Regions from separate parts of the Triticum aestivum genome. Here region 2 is linked to region 1. The links are chromatin contacts, called in public Hi-C maps. All regions are on one chromosome and are shown on one strand. Each heading gives the region's core, a stretch centred on a gene start, on an enhancer-like site or on the middle of the called end of the contact. The rest is flanking DNA. Distances are from core to core; before and after follow the strand shown. Region 1 holds the start of LOC123148875 (E3 ubiquitin-protein ligase BOI). Region 2 has its middle 85 kb from the start of LOC123148875.

Region 1 (2,812 bases), core at 232-2,731:
GGTGAGTTTTTAGATTTATATCAATCATAATTGTTTCACTTGATGTTTACGCCTTCTCTTATGAAATTTTGCTTTTAATGTCTTGAAGGTGTTGGCCCTTCTTCCACCGATGATGAGGTTATGTGAGGCACTGATGAAGCAAACCATTGATTTGATACTCTTTTTTATCACATACTATTCTTTGTAGTTCTTCACATGTTTTTACCTATTTTGTTGTATCGTTAAGCATTGAGCTAAAATTCTTCATTTTTCATGCAATTGAGCCATATTTTGTCTGAGTATCTTTTGTGGTAGCTAAAAGCCTTGTAAACGTCAAGTTTTTAACTTTGGGCAAAAATCTTTTTTTTTTGGCCCAGGGCTTGCTCCAATCCTGGCTCCGCCACTGTGTAGATGTGTGATGAGTTCCATGCAAAAAAAAAGGATGCGTGATGGCACAACTGTGGTTCTATTTTGGCGGTGACGTGATTATCTGTATCCCGCAGTTAAAAGACGATCGAAGCTCTACTTTGGTAGAGATCTTTTTTTGGAAATCAAATTAAATCAAAAGCTGGCGGTAGCTTTTGCCCAAATTAAAAGTACGGATCGGATGGATCGGCCTGATTTGCACCAAAGTACAGCCCAGAATGAATGAATGGTCGATCTATCGCCACCAAATCAATTACTAGCTCATTCATTCCCTTCTAATTTTGACCCCTCATCTCTACGTCTACGCTTTGTCTTACTATATTATTTTTATCAACCATCTACAGCTAGCCAGCCAAAAAACGCCTAGCAGTAATATATACTTCCTCCGTTCCAAAGTATAAGGCTTTGCAAAGATTTCACTATGAACTACATACGAAGTAAAATGTGTGAATGTACACTCTTTTTTTGAGCATTGTGAATGTACACTCTAAAGTACATCTATATACATTCGTATGTAGAACAGATGGAGTATATCTCAGCACATTAAAGTACGTACGTTGATTCTGCATGCAGATGCAGTGCATGAACGTAGTACGTAACGCATGCACGGTTTCCTTCTTCCTGGAATTGCCCTCCAGTAACCACGGCTTTGTACGTGATTCCCGATCTTTAACAAGTCCAGAGCGCGTAATTTGCTTTGCTTTGTTAAGTTTCCTTATACCCCAAGATTCGTGCGTCCAGAGATCAAAGGCTCAACGATGCGTGCTGATTTGGCGCCACGACATATACTAACTTAAACGATACAGTATATGGCCAAGGCTTGGGTTCTGCAAATTAGTCAACCGATCGATGGAATCGTCGGGAACGGAAGCCAGCAATTTCGGTGCAGAAAGGTAATATAACGCGGGGAATTCGTGGTTTCTACTGCAAATTTAGGGAGAGATTGAAACGGAAGCCATAAATAAAAGGAAAATTCCCTCCTGAACAGGGCCGGTCAATCTCATCGTCAGTTGCATTCTCACTCAGGATGCCAACCAAAGCCCGGTCACGCACCATAAATACCCGGCGGCCTGCCATCTACGGACCTCGTTTCTTTGCCACCCTGCCCGCCCGTCCCCTCTCGCCGATCGATGACCTCACCTCCCACATCTGACTAACTCCGGCCAGGGACGCATCGCCTTGGCTGTATATATAGGAAGCTAGCGGACGACCCGCGCGCCCCATCAATCGCCATGGCCTCCGTGGACCTGCAACGCCTGCGCCACATGTTACTCACCACCGGCGCCGGCGGCGGTCACCACCAGCTCGCCTCCGCCGCTACTATCCCAGCGAGTGGGCCTTGTTATGGTGCTGCGCTGCCGAGCCAGCGGGACCACCACATGTGCGCGGACCTCTTCAGTCTGCCGCCGGCGACGATGACGACGACGTCGGCCACGGAGCAGTATTCCGAGTTCTTGGCGATGGCTGCTGCCAATCTGGCGAAGAAGGGCGTCAGGCCCGACGGTGGTCAGGAAATGAGCACAAACAAGCGGAAGCGCGACGGGCGGTCGTCGATGCTTGCCGCGGCCGACGTTCTTGCGGCCCACGTCCAGCAGCAGACCATCGACGTCGACCGCATCCTGCTTAAACATGTAAGTCACATGCCATGATCAAATCGCCGCCACCGATCGATACTTTGCGTTTCAGGCTTTAATTTCTGTGTAGTTTTTATTAACCGTGGTCGATGATGCAGGCGCAAAATTTGTGGACTACTCTGGCGGAGCAGAGGCAGAGCCACACGAGGCTGATCGTCTCGACCGTGGAGGCCATGGCGGCGAAGCGGCTCAAGGCCAGGGACGACGAGATTGAGCGGATCAGGATCATGAACTGGGCGCTCGAGGAGCGCCTTCGGAACCTCTTCATGGAGGCCCAGATGTGGCGCGACATCGCGCAGTCCAACGAGGCCACGGCCAACGTGCTCCGCGGCGACCTGCAGCGGGCGCTCGACTCCCAGGCGGTCCGTGACGGTGGAAGCGGCGACGGTCAGGAGGACGACGCCGAGTCGTGCTGCTGGGGAGAGAACCAGGTGCCTTTGTGCGCGGAGGAGGAGGTGGGCACGCCGGCAGTGGAGGAGCGTCCCGCGACAGCAGTAGGAAGGTGCAAGGGATGCCGCGAGGACGCGGCCGTGGTGCTGCTGCTGCCGTGCCGGCACCTCTGCGTGTGCGCGCCGTGCGCGGCCGCGGCACAGGCGTGCCCGGCGTGCGGAAGCGCCAAGAATGGCAGCGTCTGCATCAACTTTTCGTGATGCGGGAGGAATAGTTTTAGAGTCGACATTTGGTTTCCTTCTAAAACTTACTAGAGTCGACTTTTGTTTGTATTCTTTTGTTCACTTTTTCTTGTTGTTGTTGACGGGAAGCACCATGCCGTG
Region 2 (2,700 bases), core at 200-2,699, 85 kb after region 1:
GATTTTCTTGGCCTCCTCGACACTAGTAGGATACAGGTTCCCCGCGGGAAGAACTTTATTATGTAGAAACTTCAAGTGCTCATCAAGGCTTTTATCTGTCCATTTTTTGGCATTCGTCTTTAGAAGTTCGAGCGTGAAACTCATGCGGGTCACCTCGGGATCCCAACCGTCATACAATGGAGTCCTCGAGCCTACTTCAAGTTGCGCCAGCTTGGCCTCTTCTCTAGAAGCAGCTCTCTCGCTAATCGTACTCTTGCGAAGGAGGTCTCGAACATGAGGGTCCTGCACGACTGAACTTAGTAGCGTCAAAGACTGCGGCATGACCGCTGCCTCTTCTCCGCCATGTTCGGACTCTTCTTCGTCGTGTCCTGAATCTTCTCTGCCGCCGTCGTCATTTCGGGACTCTTCCTCCTCGACATGTCTGGAGCCATCGTCTTATTGTCGATCGGTCATCTCTTCGTCTAGCCCCATTGTTAGGGATATACCCCGCGGTATGACCCGCCCGGGCTTGGCGTTTTCATTGGCAACCCACCGTTAGTGGCGACTCACGAACCTGGCGACTCACGGATGGCCCTAATGGCGGGTCAGATAGAAGACAAGGCCCAAAGCCCAAAAGGCCGGCTCACGTTATGATGGGCCAGCTTAAGAGGAAAGAGATGACGAATATTTCCTTTACGAGGAAGCAAGACCCGGACTTGTATTCAACTTGTAAGAAAGGATAGACTAGTCCTAGTCCTACTAGGACTCCACATGTAACCCGCCCCTTCAACATATATAAGGAGGGGTATGGCTCCCCAAAAAGGGACAAGCAACAAGAAACAATAATCTCTAGGGCTAGACACAATTAGAGAGAACCGGCTTACCGGCGACTCTTTCATAAGCATAATGAGATCTAGCCACAAACAACATGTAGGGCTATTACCGGATGATGCTTTCCGAGACCCGAAGCTGTCTAAATCCTTGTCTTGTGTTGCGTCTCTCGATTCCGCTCAACCCCTCTCAAGCTAATACAAAGATGCGTTGGCCTCACGACTAAGTCCTCACATTAGGACATCTGCCGTGATAATTCCACGACAGTTGGCACCCACCGTGGGGCCTGCGCACGGTGATGATGAGTTCTTGAAGGGATCTTCCTAGGGATCGAGGAGTTTGCAATTTTCCGGATGAAGATTTTACAATCCATGAGATTGAAGTTGAAAAAGAATTAGCATTACAGTTGATCCGCCCCCGCCTGTCCTATGATTTATTTGATTGTTTTACAAGTCGCCGAAACGGACAGACTTCTAAAGAAGGTGTCAAATCTGAGTTGGCTGACTACTTCAGCGTTGACTTGGACTCGTCAGACTGCCTACGTTGACAGGCGTCGCCTCTGAGCCGCCATGGCCAAAGCTCGCCTCGTGGCCATGCATCATCGAGTCGCTGTCACTGCCTCTGCTTCTGCGCGTCTCCATCTCAATCCTCCACGGCCAAGTCGCCAGGCCACGCCTGAGAGTCGGTCTGCGGCGCGGCTGTCTCACGTCCCAAGGGGACCTACTAAAAATCTCGATGTGAAGTAAAGACCGAATCAGACAAGCACTCCAATTAGTACTATCTCAACTAGTACTCCTCAACATCTTGGAGGAACACTACGTCTATATTCATGAAGCAGTAAAACCGTATCAGCATGCTACTTTGGTTGTTTCCCCGATGCTACTGCTAATCAAGACCGTATCATCTGAGGACAGATGAGCTACACTAGAAACTTGGGCTGCATGCGCCCTGTCAGCTATGGATCAAGACGAGGACACGACTCTTCATCCTCGCCGTTCCGCCCCCGCCACCGCAGCGGTGCCTCACCGACGCGCCCCCGCTGACCGAGCCGCTGGCGCCGGTCACCTCTGTCCAAGCTGCGGCCCGCTAAGCCGCCTTGGCTGCTGCAACCCGCCGGCCTACCGCGCTTCAAGCCGCCGACCGCCGCGAGCCGCCCATGCTCCAGCCGGCCCACCATGGAAGTGAACGACTCGAAGGAAAACACAGACGTGATTTCATCCAACTGACCGCGACTCGGACTTGGGCTGCGATCTCCACCTCTGAGCAGGCTTCTGCGACCTCCTCTACTGCTACGTCGTGGTCCGCCTGTCGCGGTCACAACTGCTGTTCGGTGCCGGCCCTGATGAGCGGCCGAGCCACCACCGAGTCACCTCCGACGAGCCACCCTCGGCCTCAGTCACCTGAGCCGCCAGCTAGCGGGCTCCGAACTCCTCACCGCTGCTGCCGTGGCCGAACCGGCGCTGCCTCTTTCTACCACGGCCTGCTCACCTTCGCCGCCCTTGTGGCCTTGCTTCAAGCGCCTACTGCCTCCGTGGCTGAGACGAGGAACTTTTGCCACTTTGACCTTCCCGCGCCGACGCGGGTTTTCCCCCCAAGTCGTCGTGATGAGAGCCACATCCTTCACCGGCCTCACCTTCACCGCCGTGCCATTGAGCATCTGCGCCGAGTCGCTGTGTTCGCCTCGAATCGCCGGGTCCCGCTGGTTTGACCCCGAGCCGCCCGTGGCCATGGTTCGACTCTGCCTTTTCTTCTGCTGCAGGCACGGCCGTCCGAGCCGTTCTCGTGCTGCCCTTGACCCGGCCCGTTGCTCTGAGGGCCGGCACCTACTCATAGCCGCCGAGCTCACCTTGCGCTGAGCCTCCGATGTGGCCTCGGCTGGCCGCTTCCGAG

The links. Hi-C and Micro-C count contacts between places; a contact is called where the count stands out from the background.
Region 2: a contact with region 1 is called in a Hi-C map of leaf, with 3 times the contacts expected there. The contact joins the enhancer-like site here to the promoter of LOC123148875 in region 1. A contact is called at or near these places in 3 of 5 Hi-C or Micro-C datasets (all in leaf) and 1 of 1 datasets of contacts at active chromatin or transcription factors (leaf).

The regions. Positions count from the first base shown.
Region 1 is chr7A:640,100,804-640,103,615 of IWGSC CS RefSeq v2.1, forward strand. LOC123148875 (E3 ubiquitin-protein ligase BOI) reads left to right here and starts at 1,482. Exons shown (of 2, transcript XM_044568393.1): 1 at 1,482-2,036; 2 at 2,138-2,812. The coding sequence starts at 1,638. The coding sequence ends at 2,689.
Region 2 is chr7A:640,186,147-640,188,846 of IWGSC CS RefSeq v2.1, forward strand. No RefSeq gene overlaps it. Among protein-coding and RNA genes, the nearest start is that of LOC123148875, 85 kb to the left of the region's middle. Within about 2 kb of position 1,450, at least 3 of the 8 cell types and tissues checked have an H3K27ac peak or open chromatin away from gene starts, as enhancers often do. A contact at or near this core is called in leaf, where this site is marked.